2 separate regions of the Sus scrofa genome follow, and region 1 is linked to region 2. The links are chromatin contacts, called in public HiChIP or PLAC-seq maps. All regions are on one chromosome and are shown on one strand. Each heading gives the region's core, a stretch centred on a gene start, on an enhancer-like site or on the middle of the called end of the contact. The rest is flanking DNA. Distances are from core to core; before and after follow the strand shown.

Region 1 (2,700 bases), core at 126-2,625, 140 kb after region 2:
TGCATTTGCAGCTTGAAGAGGAATTTCTCATCCCTCTCCTGTTTTCTTTCTGCACGCCTACTGGTACCCTACAGAACCACCTGCAACCTCTTCCTGGATCCTCCTCTGTGTTGCCCCCAAAGCTTTTTTGTCCTTTTTGGTTTTATTTCTTAGGATCTGAAAATGCTCTATCCAAAGATATTAATTTTTGTTTCTTTTTTGTCATGCTCATGTTTTTGGTTTGTTTGTTTTGTTTTTGTTTTTTTTTTGTCACATAGGGAAAATGAGGAAGCTAACTGCTCTGTCTCTCTCTGTCTCTCTCTCTCTGTAAGGAACTCAGTCAGTGCAAGACCAACATGGAACTCAACTGACTCAACTGGACAACTGACCTCAAGACCTATGATCTGTCTCTAAGATTATCCAGCCTATAAAGAGCACCAGAACTTTCCTGAGATCCCTGCCAGCTGGGCATAAATCAAGATTTAGCATACAAGAGGTGGGCTCTTATCAGATTTCATAGAATAATTAACAAATTGAAGGCATCTCCCCTGCCTGCTTTCAAATATCCACCTGGAAAAAAAATATCTATTCTTACCCTGAGCCACAGAGGTTAATGCTTAAAGACTGCTCCTGTGTGCACTTCACCTGCTGGCAACATAACCTTGAGCTCAGGGCTTCATCTTCTTGCCCCTCAGTTTACTCATCTGTAAAATGGAGACAGGAATTGTATCTGTGGCAGGTACACTGTCTGGCAATAGTAAATATTACCATCCTGCCACAGAGAAGAAGCTTCCAATTTCTCAATAGCTCAATATTTAGGTTTATATAAATAAGCATAATGCCTTCTCTACTGTGCATTTCTGTCCAAGCATCTCACATCACTGGTTCTCCCCTCAAGGTCCTGTTCCTGGTGGTCTTCTCCCCATCCCTCGTCCCCTCCCAGGTTGAACTCTCCACGTGCTTCTGTCCAAAAAGATCTCTCCTGCCCCCTCTCTAGCTCATTTTTGCTTTTCACTTTACTGCGCCCTTCTCTAAATATCATGTGGAACTCCAGAGCGGTTTCTTTTGAGCTACCTAAAAAGGCAGGCATACTGCTAGGCACATGCTGGAGACACACAGTGGATGCTGGTGGGAGGGTGCGTCATGCCTGGCCTAATGAGACCTTTCTTAGAAACTTTCCGACGTGAGCACAAATCAGCTTGTGATCACCCAAGTGGAACCTCAGGCTGCGCAGTGAGATTTGCAGATCCCAAGCACAGGACTGTGAAATCCGGGAAGGGAGCGTGCTCTGCGTGCCCAGGCATTCCAATAATAGTTGCAGCTGAGGAGGACGGCACTGTGACTCACGTCCCAGGGCGCACGTACCCCGGCAGCGACGTGGGCGGGGACACTCACCCCAGCGTGGAGGGGGATTTACCTGGGGAGGCCGGACAGGGCGACTGCAGACACTGACTCGGGAGGGAGCAGGGGGCACTAGGGCAGCCGCGCTGACTCACACAGGAAAGCTAGAGGGCAACGACCAAATTTGAAAGAGCAAGTCGCCTCCGTCAGAGAAGATCTCAGAGAAACAGGAAGCATGATCAGCTGGTACCAAGCTCAGAGCAAGAAATTCAGCTGTCCTCCTGCCTTTGTTCTCGCTGAAATGTATCAAGATGAGCTTCTGCTATTCTGCGAAGGGAGACGCAGCATCCCCATTCCGCGTGGACACAGCAGGCATCTGCAAAGCCTGCCAGGAGAATCCTGGGTCAAGCTCATTACCTCCCTCACGTGGAATCACTATAGCTAATAGGATCAGTCTCAGTTTTATGGGCTGTAATGAGCTGAAGTGTGGCCAGTGAGGGGGTACTCTGCCCACCAAAATGAGAGCCAGGGTACCAGCCAGAATCAGTCCAGAGGAAAGGGGGTATTTTCTAATGTGTCTACCCAAAGGAGGACAGCTTTATTTGTAATTCACATAAAGACAGCCTACTTGCTAGCAGTGGCCCTGTTTACTGAGCACCGACTCAACACAGCCTATGCCCAACTGTGTATGGATTGGGAGTTCGGGATTAGCAGAAGCAAACTATTATATATGGGATAAACAGCAAGGTCCTACCATCCAGCACAGGGAACTATATTCAATACCCTAGGATAAACCATAATGGAAAAGAAAAAAATACATATGCACGACTGAGTCACTTTGCTGTACAGCAGAAATTAACACAACCTTGTAAATCAACTATACCTCAATTGCATTTTTAAAAAAACTTGGTACACACTGTCACATGTAATTCTTACAGGAATTCTAAGAGGCCAATTCTTTCAGTATCCTTTTTTGTGGATGTTCTGTCCTCAGAGAGATAGAACTATCTGCCTAATACCACACAGCTTTCTCTGTCATATTTGGACTTTGACACAGGCCCCGCTCCCTCCCAATATGATTTTATTTTGTGCTAAATGACAAGGATAGTGATTTAAGTCTTGAGTCATTGAGATGTCTTTTTGTAGCCTGTGTTCTCAGGGGTGTCTTGGTCAGCCTGCTGTACCTACAGGGTGAACTGGAAACGGCAGAGGATTAAGGAATCCTTGGAGAGATTGTCTCCATTCTTCCAGGGCCAGGCTGCCCCAGGGCCCACCCATGGGTAGGATGAGACCGAAATGTCCTTGGCTGAGTAGCTGGTCTGGGTGGGAGGTCCCTGGCAACATAGGGCAAGGGGCCCTCTTGATGAATGTAGCCTTGCC
Region 2 (2,700 bases), core at 159-2,658:
TGCCTTTACAAGGCACCTGGGGTGGGGGGGCGGGGGGACTGTGCCTCCTTGACATTTGTTCAAGCTCTAGATTCAGTGGAGCTATGTCTTGTTGTTCTAAGTTGCTTTAATGCATTGTATTAGGTCTTCAAACAGAATAAAGGTTGTTTTGAAACTTAAGTTATGGTTTGAAATTTCAGTGACCACCTAAGAAATAATTTTTTTTGGCTCTCTTGCTCTTTTGGTTAGTCGATGTTAATAAATGTTGCTGCTGTTTCTCTCATCTCCCACCCACCCTCTTTCACTGCCATCACATTATATCATTTTCCTCAAGTGAGAAAAAGACTAAGAGTGGTCACACAAATGATGGCTTGGTATCATTTACATCATTTCATTATATCCTTAATGATGAAAAGACATTGCTCTAGGTGATGTCATTTCAAGGCATGTTCTGGCTCTAAGAAAACATAATGTCCATTGTCCCTGAGTCCTTCCTCTTCACCATCCATCCCCAAACCATCTCCAAACTATGGTTTTCAAATGTATCTGGCTTTTTCTCTCTGTTCTACAGTCTGCATATTTGAAGAGCCACAGGGCAGGGATACCTGAAGGCACTGAGCAGTCTGCAGAGGTGTGACATGGGCCTCTCGACAGGGAACAAAGATCCACTCCAAATTCTAGCTTCTCACTGTAGCATCGAGTCCATCTATACGAACCATTCCTTATCTGAAACAACTCTCCCATTTGTTCTGATTGCCGAATGAATTTATGAGGAGGCCACTGTGCATGTACTTGGCACTCACTCAACACCGGGGCACCGTGAGGGTCCTAGACATGAAGGCATGGTCTAGTGATGGACGGGGGAGGGGCAGCCAAGTAATTACAGTCATGGCAACATGGCAGTTCCTCTAGAGATCCATTTCCAGCTTTTCCCCTGCCCTGCTCTGTATCACAGAGGCCTCTAGCCCTATGGCTTCTAGGTAGTGTGTCTGCCCTGCAGCTCCAGCTCCTGCCAGACAGACCCACTCTTTGGGGTCTGAGCAGCCATTATGCTCCCTCTCTCAGTAGCAGCCTTTGGTTTCTGAGCTCTGTCATCAGTGCTTTCCCCCACCTTCGCTCTGGCCCAAAGGGTGGTAGCAGCCTTCTGCTGTTACTAAACTTCTCTCTCTCACCACTCCCAGTCTGGCTTCTGAGCCCTTCCATCACTCAGGAAACTGATCCTCTTTACTCAAGCCTTTAAGAGCCAGAGTCATTTCCTTTCTCCTGACTGGTTCTGATTGATAGACCAAGTGATGAAATCCATTCAACTCCTTGTATGTGTTATCTGATTTAATCCTTCCACAACTATGAGTTAGAAGACAATATCCCCATTCTACAGATGTAGAAACTGAAACATTGAGGGTAAATGACTTACTGAGATCATCAGCAATTAGAGCACAGAGGAGAGCACATGGGCAGTCTGACTCAAGCCACAGCTTTTCACCCCTAAGCTAATGCTGGAAAAGGCACTAGAAAGTTCAAAGAAAAGTTCACTTCCTCCTGGGAAATCTAACCACACCATTCAATTGGTAGACAGGGCACCAGTGGCACATGACAAATGGCACAAGTGACATGGGTTTGCTTTAGACCACTGGTTCTCTTAAGGGTGGTGCCCAGGCTAACCTCATCAACATGAGGACCACTTGTAAACCTAGACCGGCCTATTCAAGAGCCCCACCCCTGACCTACTAACTCAAAGTAAGACCCAGAAATCTCTTCCAACATGTTCTCTGGTTGATTTTAATGCACATTAAAGTTTGAGAATCACTACTTCAGACTGCCAGATTGTTAGAAAGGTACTTCTAGTATTTTGATGAAAAGCCACTGCCATTAATCAAAGATAATATACTTTACCTTATAATTTATGCTCATAATAGAAGCAATATATAGCAAAGATAATAGACCTATTTATAGCTTAGGAGGCTGAAATGGGTCTTAGTCCTTTCTTTAACCAGCTGTGGGAATTTGGCCCACTCCATTTACCTGTCTAGGCCTCCAACTCTACCTGTGAAATAAGGCTAGACATCTAGATAGTCTACAGGACTCCTACTAGTACATATGGTGTGACCTGGTATAGTGAATTAGAGGTTCAGTCCCCTAGTTCTCCACTTATAATTTGGCCAAAATTAAAACCCACAATAGGACTTGTGGCTATAGACACTGCAGTTGTAATACCGGCTTTTTGTCAGTGACAATGGCCAAGAAAGGGTTAGCAAAATTGGAGTCCACTTATCTTGCTGATGTCTTAAAGCTTCATTTCAGGGGAATGAAAATGGGAAGCCAAGTTCTTGATAATGTGATGAGGAGTACAACTGGAAATGACACTTTGTCCATCTATCTAAAGCACAAGGCACTGAGTCAGAGAACTTGGCCTACCAAATCCTCTGGGACATGGTGGGAGTTAGGTAAGCATAGTACATTAAGACTTGATACTGTGTCAACTCAAAGGGATTTTTTTTTCTTTTTCTGAACTTGTCCCTTAAAAAAATCTGTCTAAACATAAGAATCCTCTAAAGATGTAACTGTAAGACCTGAAACCATGAAAATCCTAGAATAAAACATAATAGGTAAAAAGCTCTTTGATGCGGGTCTTGGCTATGATTTTTTGGAACTGACACTAGAAGCACCAGGAACAAGATCAAAAATAAACAGGAGGGGCTGCATCAAACTAAGAAGCTTCTG

What was found. HiChIP or PLAC-seq counts read pairs in DNA pulled down with a chosen protein or histone mark.
Region 1: a contact with region 2 is called in an H3K27ac HiChIP or PLAC-seq map of alveolar macrophages. The contact joins two enhancer-like sites. A contact is called at or near these places in 5 of 47 Hi-C or Micro-C datasets (liver and skeletal muscle) and 2 of 2 datasets of contacts at active chromatin or transcription factors (alveolar macrophages and skeletal muscle).

Annotation. Positions count from the first base shown.
Region 1 is chr16:46,664,181-46,666,880 of Sscrofa11.1, forward strand. The region is part of intron 4 of LOC102159645 (a long non-coding RNA gene); the gene reads right to left. Among named protein-coding and RNA genes, the nearest start is that of PIK3R1, 230 kb to the left of the region's middle. Within about 2 kb of position 1,376, at least 48 of the 83 cell types and tissues checked have an H3K27ac peak or open chromatin away from gene starts, as enhancers often do. A contact at or near this core is called in alveolar macrophages, where this site is marked.
Region 2 is chr16:46,523,468-46,526,167 of Sscrofa11.1, forward strand. PIK3R1 (phosphatidylinositol 3-kinase regulatory subunit alpha) reads left to right here. Exons shown (of 16, transcript XM_021076847.1): 16 at 1-159. Among named protein-coding and RNA genes, the nearest start is that of PIK3R1, 90 kb to the left of the region's middle. Within about 2 kb of position 1,409, at least 2 of the 83 cell types and tissues checked have an H3K27ac peak or open chromatin away from gene starts, as enhancers often do. A contact at or near this core is called in alveolar macrophages, where this site is marked.